Regions from separate parts of the Ovis aries genome. Here region 2 is linked to region 1. The links are chromatin contacts, called in public Hi-C maps. All regions are on one chromosome and are shown on one strand. Each heading gives the region's core, a stretch centred on a gene start, on an enhancer-like site or on the middle of the called end of the contact. The rest is flanking DNA. Distances are from core to core; before and after follow the strand shown. Region 1 holds the start of LOC105609869 (soma ferritin-like). Region 2 overlaps DCBLD2 (discoidin, CUB and LCCL domain containing 2).

Region 1 (2,700 bases), core at 146-2,645:
GTCTGCTCATTAAGATTACTCAGTAGCAATCTAATGCCCATTGTTCCTTGACTGCCTAACAGAAAGGACACTTGCATATATCACACTTTTCCCCTAACATTTTCCAAAATGACCCCCCTGCTTCCTCTTTTCAGTTGACCCATGATATTTTTAAGCCATCTAGAATGGATGCTGAGAACATAGTATAGTGAAGGGGTGGGTGGAAAGAAGTGGAACTCCTGCATTCACGCAAATGACCATCTGGAGAGCGTCAGCTAAGCTGGAGGAAATAACGCTTTCAATAACTGTCTGGATCAAAGTTATTACCTCCTATCTCCTCTCTTTCTGAATTTCATATTTTTGTTAATTTTAGATCCACACTGGCTCAATTGCTGGAATCATCTTCAAAAACTTCTCTCTAAAGTAGGCATTTACAATATCATTTTCCTTTCTATTTAATTGTCATTTTCTAGAAATAACATCCCACACTCACCACCCATTCTCTCCAACACTAATTATAGAGGGAGGTCCCCTGTGTCTTAACATGATCCTATCTTCTACCCTTAGCTATTGTTGATTGCTTCCAGGGTGGGTATCTGAGCAAAGGAGGAATAATTAGAGTATTAGAAAGACTTAAACTGCAAGTAAAACAAAATCTGACAACTAGTACCTTCTTTATTTTTTCCTGTATTACAACAACTACAAAGGTAGACAGCCCAGGGCTGGTGCATCCGATCGAGAATGTCGTCAGGAGCCAGGCTCTTTCAATATTACTGCTCTGTAATATTGAAGGAGAAATATATTTCTCATGGGACTTTCTTAATCTTGGTCACAAAATAGTTGCTGCAACTCCAGATATCACATACATATTACTCTAGGGAAGAATTACAGAGGAGCTAAAGACAGAAAATGAAAGACTTAAGGGGCTGGCACCATGGTTTTCTTTATTTTATACAAATTTTCTAGAATACTTGGTAATATCTATACCTCTATGAAAAGCTAATTTTGAAATTACTTCAGTAAAGAAAAAGAGCAAGTCAGCAACACTGAATTGGATATTTAGCTTATATTTAGCTTTAAAAATCATTTTAATGATTCATGGAAATATTTGCCCCTAAAGACCTAAACGTTTAGAATACAAATTCTCAGTCAAAAATAGAGTAAAAATTTAAAATATTCCACTTCTTTGATAATCTCACTGCTATCAATCCACGTTTGTGCGTACTAACCTGCTTTAGTCATGTCTGATTCTGTAAAACCACATGGATTGTAGCCCGCCAGGCTCCTCTGTCCATGGGATTCTCCAGGCAAGAATACCGGAATGGGTTGCCATGCCTTCTTCCAGGGGATCTTCCTGACCGGGGGATAAAACCCGAGTCTCTTCTGTCTCCTGCACTGGCTAGTGGATTCTTTATCAGTAGCAACATCTGAGAAGCCCTATAAACCAACAACCACCCCCATTAGAATTTCTGATAAATTGGCCTAAGTAAGCCAAGTCAAACATATCTATCTGTTTTGCAATACAGTACTTTGCTAATAATTAGCCTGACTCTGTAGCTAGCTGAAAGTAACTAAACTGAGTCACTTGAATAATACATTTCTTACGTTTGGCTCTCCAGACTTGGGAATTGGTGAACATAATACAATTTAGTAACTGCAGTGGAGTTATGACTGTGTGTGTTGTTAGAAGGCAGGAAAGGTACCAGAGGGATGTCAGGGTCTCTTCTAATTCTCTCTACAAAAGGGAGACTCATATATTATTGGCAGGCCTGAAGTCAGTTATTCAACAGAGCTTTGATAAATGGGATATTTCCTGCCGTATCAGTAAACAAAGGCTATCACAACCATCAGAGATTGCAGCCACCACAGGACAGTGAGCTAGTGAGCCCTGAGGGAACTCAGGTTGTGAAAACACAGGATATTGGCCCCATAGGTGAGGTGCATATCAAAGGAATTATTTCAGAGAGCCCAGGCTCTTCCACCTTCTCATGCATAGAAAAGGCACTAAATTCCTTAACTTGAGCTATCTGGTTTTCTTTATTGTTAATAACCTTTGACTTCAGACTACCTGCCCTTTGTTGCAAATTTTCTATAAATCCTGACTCCCCACCTCCACCCCTCACCTTCTCAAAACAGTTCTCTCAGGATTACTTGAGATGCTGCCTCCTAAAAATTATCATCAAATGAAACACAACTGTTAACATTTAGGTTGTGAGATGTGTTTTAGTTGACAACTTTAGGGCATAGAGGAGGGGAAGTCCATAAGGATTCTGAGAAGCATGTGGATTTGAAAACTGATAATGTACCTATACCTTGTGACCTGGAATAAGGCTAGCCAGAATCTTTTGGCTGGTAGGGTCACATGGAACGCAAAGCAGTGCAGGCACCTGGGTTCGAAAAGGATGAGAACCTCTACCTTACACCTTAAGTCTTACCACTTACTGTAAACTTGCAAGATTTTATCCCTGCCAACTTTCTGATGCTTGAAACTGCTTGATTAGGACTTGTCTTTTACTCTACAGTGACAAATAAAACTTACATACTAGTGTCTTCCTTGGAGACAATTTGAATCCCTAGGAATTGTGGTTTAAATTCGCACTGATCAGGCTGTTAAGGTCTTTTTTTCAAGCATAGCATAACAAGGTGAGGGTAGGGAAGGCACTGGAAACCAGAAGAAATGAGAGAGGCCCCGGGCATAGAAAGGCTAAGGATGGGGAGGGG
Region 2 (2,700 bases), core at 158-2,657, 220 kb before region 1:
GCATTGGAGAAACAGGTTAGTGCAAAACTGGTTCACCTGACTGGTCCTAGAGGGGATGTTTCCAAATATGAAATAGAACTAAATATAGAAGATGAACCCTTTTGAGAGTAGGAGTTAAGGTGGTCATTAAAATAAAAATATGTACATTTCTCCTTTATTCCCATAAAAAATGAGTAAGTTCAATCTCATAATAAGTTATTGAGTACCTTTATTACATCAAACTTTGTGTTACACACTGAGTTACACACAGTAGTAAGGTATAATAGATACTGAGTAACATTTACTGAGAGAATGAAACACCATTCTTATCTCCAGACTGTCTGGCAGGTTGACCACTATACTTTGGGTTGATGAGTTGTATGTGAAGTGCAGAGGAACACAGATGCAAGAATCTTAAGAGTTACCTGAAACCTTTTTTTCGGAAAAGAGTAATCCTCATGTTTGACAAGTTTTCCCTTAAAGGAGGAGCTGATTTTAGCTAGATAGAAGAAGAGAGAATGGCCCAGACTGAGGGCATGGCTTGGGAGAAGGCACGGAGATGTGGAACGTAGGCAGAATAGTGAGTTGTCTCACAGGGGCTTGGCGTGGGGGAGCACTGGGAGACTCATAGAAAGGCAGCCTGGTCTGGACCAGGAAGGGCTTTCTGTAGATGTGGAACGCATTGACCAGTGTTCAGCAGGCAGGTGATATTATCAGATGACTGTAGGAAAATGGTGGCAGCAGTTTGTGAAGGTGGACTGAAGAGACAAGAGACTAGGAAAGACAGAGAGATGAGTTAGGAAACTATGAAGGGCAGGCAGGAACATAGCACAGCAGTGCTAGGAGAAGGGGGAGAAGTTTGCCAGTGGTGTCAGTGGGGGACTTGAGGAGGAGGATCTAGGATTCACTCCAGTTTCTGGCTTGTGCATTTAGACCAGTAGAGATAACATAGCAGTGGGGACAGCTTTGGTGACTAACAGGTTTGGAGGGAGCTCATTTGTTTAGCCATTAAATATTTGCGCTCTGACTCTGTACCAAGTATTTGAGCCGTCTGGTGAGAGTCCTCTGGTGAGCCCCAAAGTCTGTCCAGTGGGAGAGAATACATTGCATAGAACCATCCACCATGGAACCTGCTTGTCACAGGGCCGAGCTGTCAGGGCAGGTAGGAATCACAAGATTGGAGATGAAACAGTAGCCAGTATTCAGCAAGTCACTGGGTTTATTACACGTAATTAGCACAGAACTCAGGTTGGGCAGAGCAGGGAACCACTCCAGGGAGCGGTCTGGAAGGAGGCGTCCCGGCACCAGCAGCAGCGGTCTCTGGTCCAGCCGCAGGCCTTGGCCCCAGCAGGGCCGTGGGCAGCGTCCATGTGCAGGGGGTCAGGGCCTCCCGCCAAGAGCCTTCAGGTCACTCAGCTCAGTGGTCCCCTCTTAAGGAAGAACTGTTACCCAGGGGAGGAGCCCTGACTCCTTCAGTGTCTCTGTCTGTTCCTGTGCTGTGCATGGCCCATCAAACTTCTGATCTAAAGTAATGTTCTCAGTGTACCACTCTAAGACACTGGCAACCCTACAGCAGATGTTTCAAAACAACTCTTAGGAAAGCTCACCTTGGCCACTGGGACTCCCATTTTGAGCTAGGTAGTGAGTCGTACAGGCTTCCCCGGTAGCTCAGTTGGTAAAGAATCTGCCTGTAATGCAGGATATCTGGGTTCACTTCCTAGATTGGGAAGATCCCCTGGAGGAGAGAATGGCAAGTCACTCCAGTATGCTTGCCTGGAGAATACCATGGACAGAGGAGCCTGCTGGGCTACAGTCCATGCAGTCGCAAAGAGCTAGATACAGCTGAGCCACTAACGCACACACACACATGTGCACGTCATAAGTAGCTTAAATCCTGTAAGTTTCACACATGAGGAGTAGGAATCGTAACACAAAAGAAATGCCATCGAAACAGGACTGACTACAGTGTGTTCCACAGGAGGAAGGACCCTGTCTGCAGGACAGACAGCTTAGCATGGCGGGGGAGGGTGAGGAGGGGAAGGAGGGAACAGGGCTGTAGGAGAGTCCAGGAGGGGAAGTCCATGCTGCTGTCAGGCAAGTGGACAGCAGCACTAGCGGTGATGAGAACACCAATGGCAAATCCTTATACAAAATCAAAGGAAATGCTGACTTTAGGCATGATTCTAAATGCCTTACATGTTTACCTCATTTAACCAGTTTGTAAAGCAGGTATTGTTACAGATCCCATTTTACAGAAGAGGAAAGTGAGACTGAGAGAGCAGGAGTAACTTGCCGAGGTCACCTGGTCAGCAGGGTGGGGATTCGGTCCAGGCCTCTAACAGTCAGCCGATCAGGTCTAATTATCTACGGTTAAAGCCCCGGGCTGGGGGGTGAGCAGCAGGGAGCAGAACTGTTGAGAGCCCGGAGGCAAGTCCTGAGATGAGTTTGGGATGCTGTCTAGAGGACTCTGTGGACATTCAGACTCCGCAAAGAGGTAGATGGAACATGAGCCTGTTCAGGACAGAAGGTCTGAGCTGCAGAATTAAGGTTACTTTTAAGAACTTAGTGGATGAAATTGCGGACAACTGGCTTTGTCACAAGGAACAAAGAGAAACTGCCGTTAAGGGGCTTATAAAGGTAGCCAGGAGAAAAGTAATAATAAAAACAGCTGCCACTTACTGACTCCCTGACCCATGCCAGGCACTGTTCTAAGTACTTTAC

The links. Hi-C and Micro-C count contacts between places; a contact is called where the count stands out from the background.
Region 2: a Hi-C map of liver shows a contact between it and region 1, with 6 times the contacts expected there. The contact joins the enhancer-like site here to the promoter of LOC105609869 in region 1. A contact is called at or near these places in 13 of 16 Hi-C or Micro-C datasets (blood, hypothalamus, liver and 7 more).

The regions. Positions count from the first base shown.
Region 1 is chr1:163,817,567-163,820,266 of ARS-UI_Ramb_v3.0, reverse strand. It overlaps LOC105609869 (soma ferritin-like), which reads right to left and starts at 1,395. Exons shown (of 4, transcript XR_009600882.1): 1 at 1,209-1,395.
Region 2 is chr1:164,036,193-164,038,892 of ARS-UI_Ramb_v3.0, reverse strand. It overlaps DCBLD2 (discoidin, CUB and LCCL domain containing 2), which reads left to right. Exons shown (of 16, transcript XM_004002870.6): 13 at 1-15. It also overlaps a transcript of ST3GAL6 not described here. Among named protein-coding and RNA genes, the nearest start is that of TRNAE-UUC, 67 kb to the left of the region's middle. Within about 2 kb of position 1,407, at least 8 of the 54 cell types and tissues checked have an H3K27ac peak or open chromatin away from gene starts, as enhancers often do. A contact at or near this core is called in hypothalamus and liver, where this site is marked.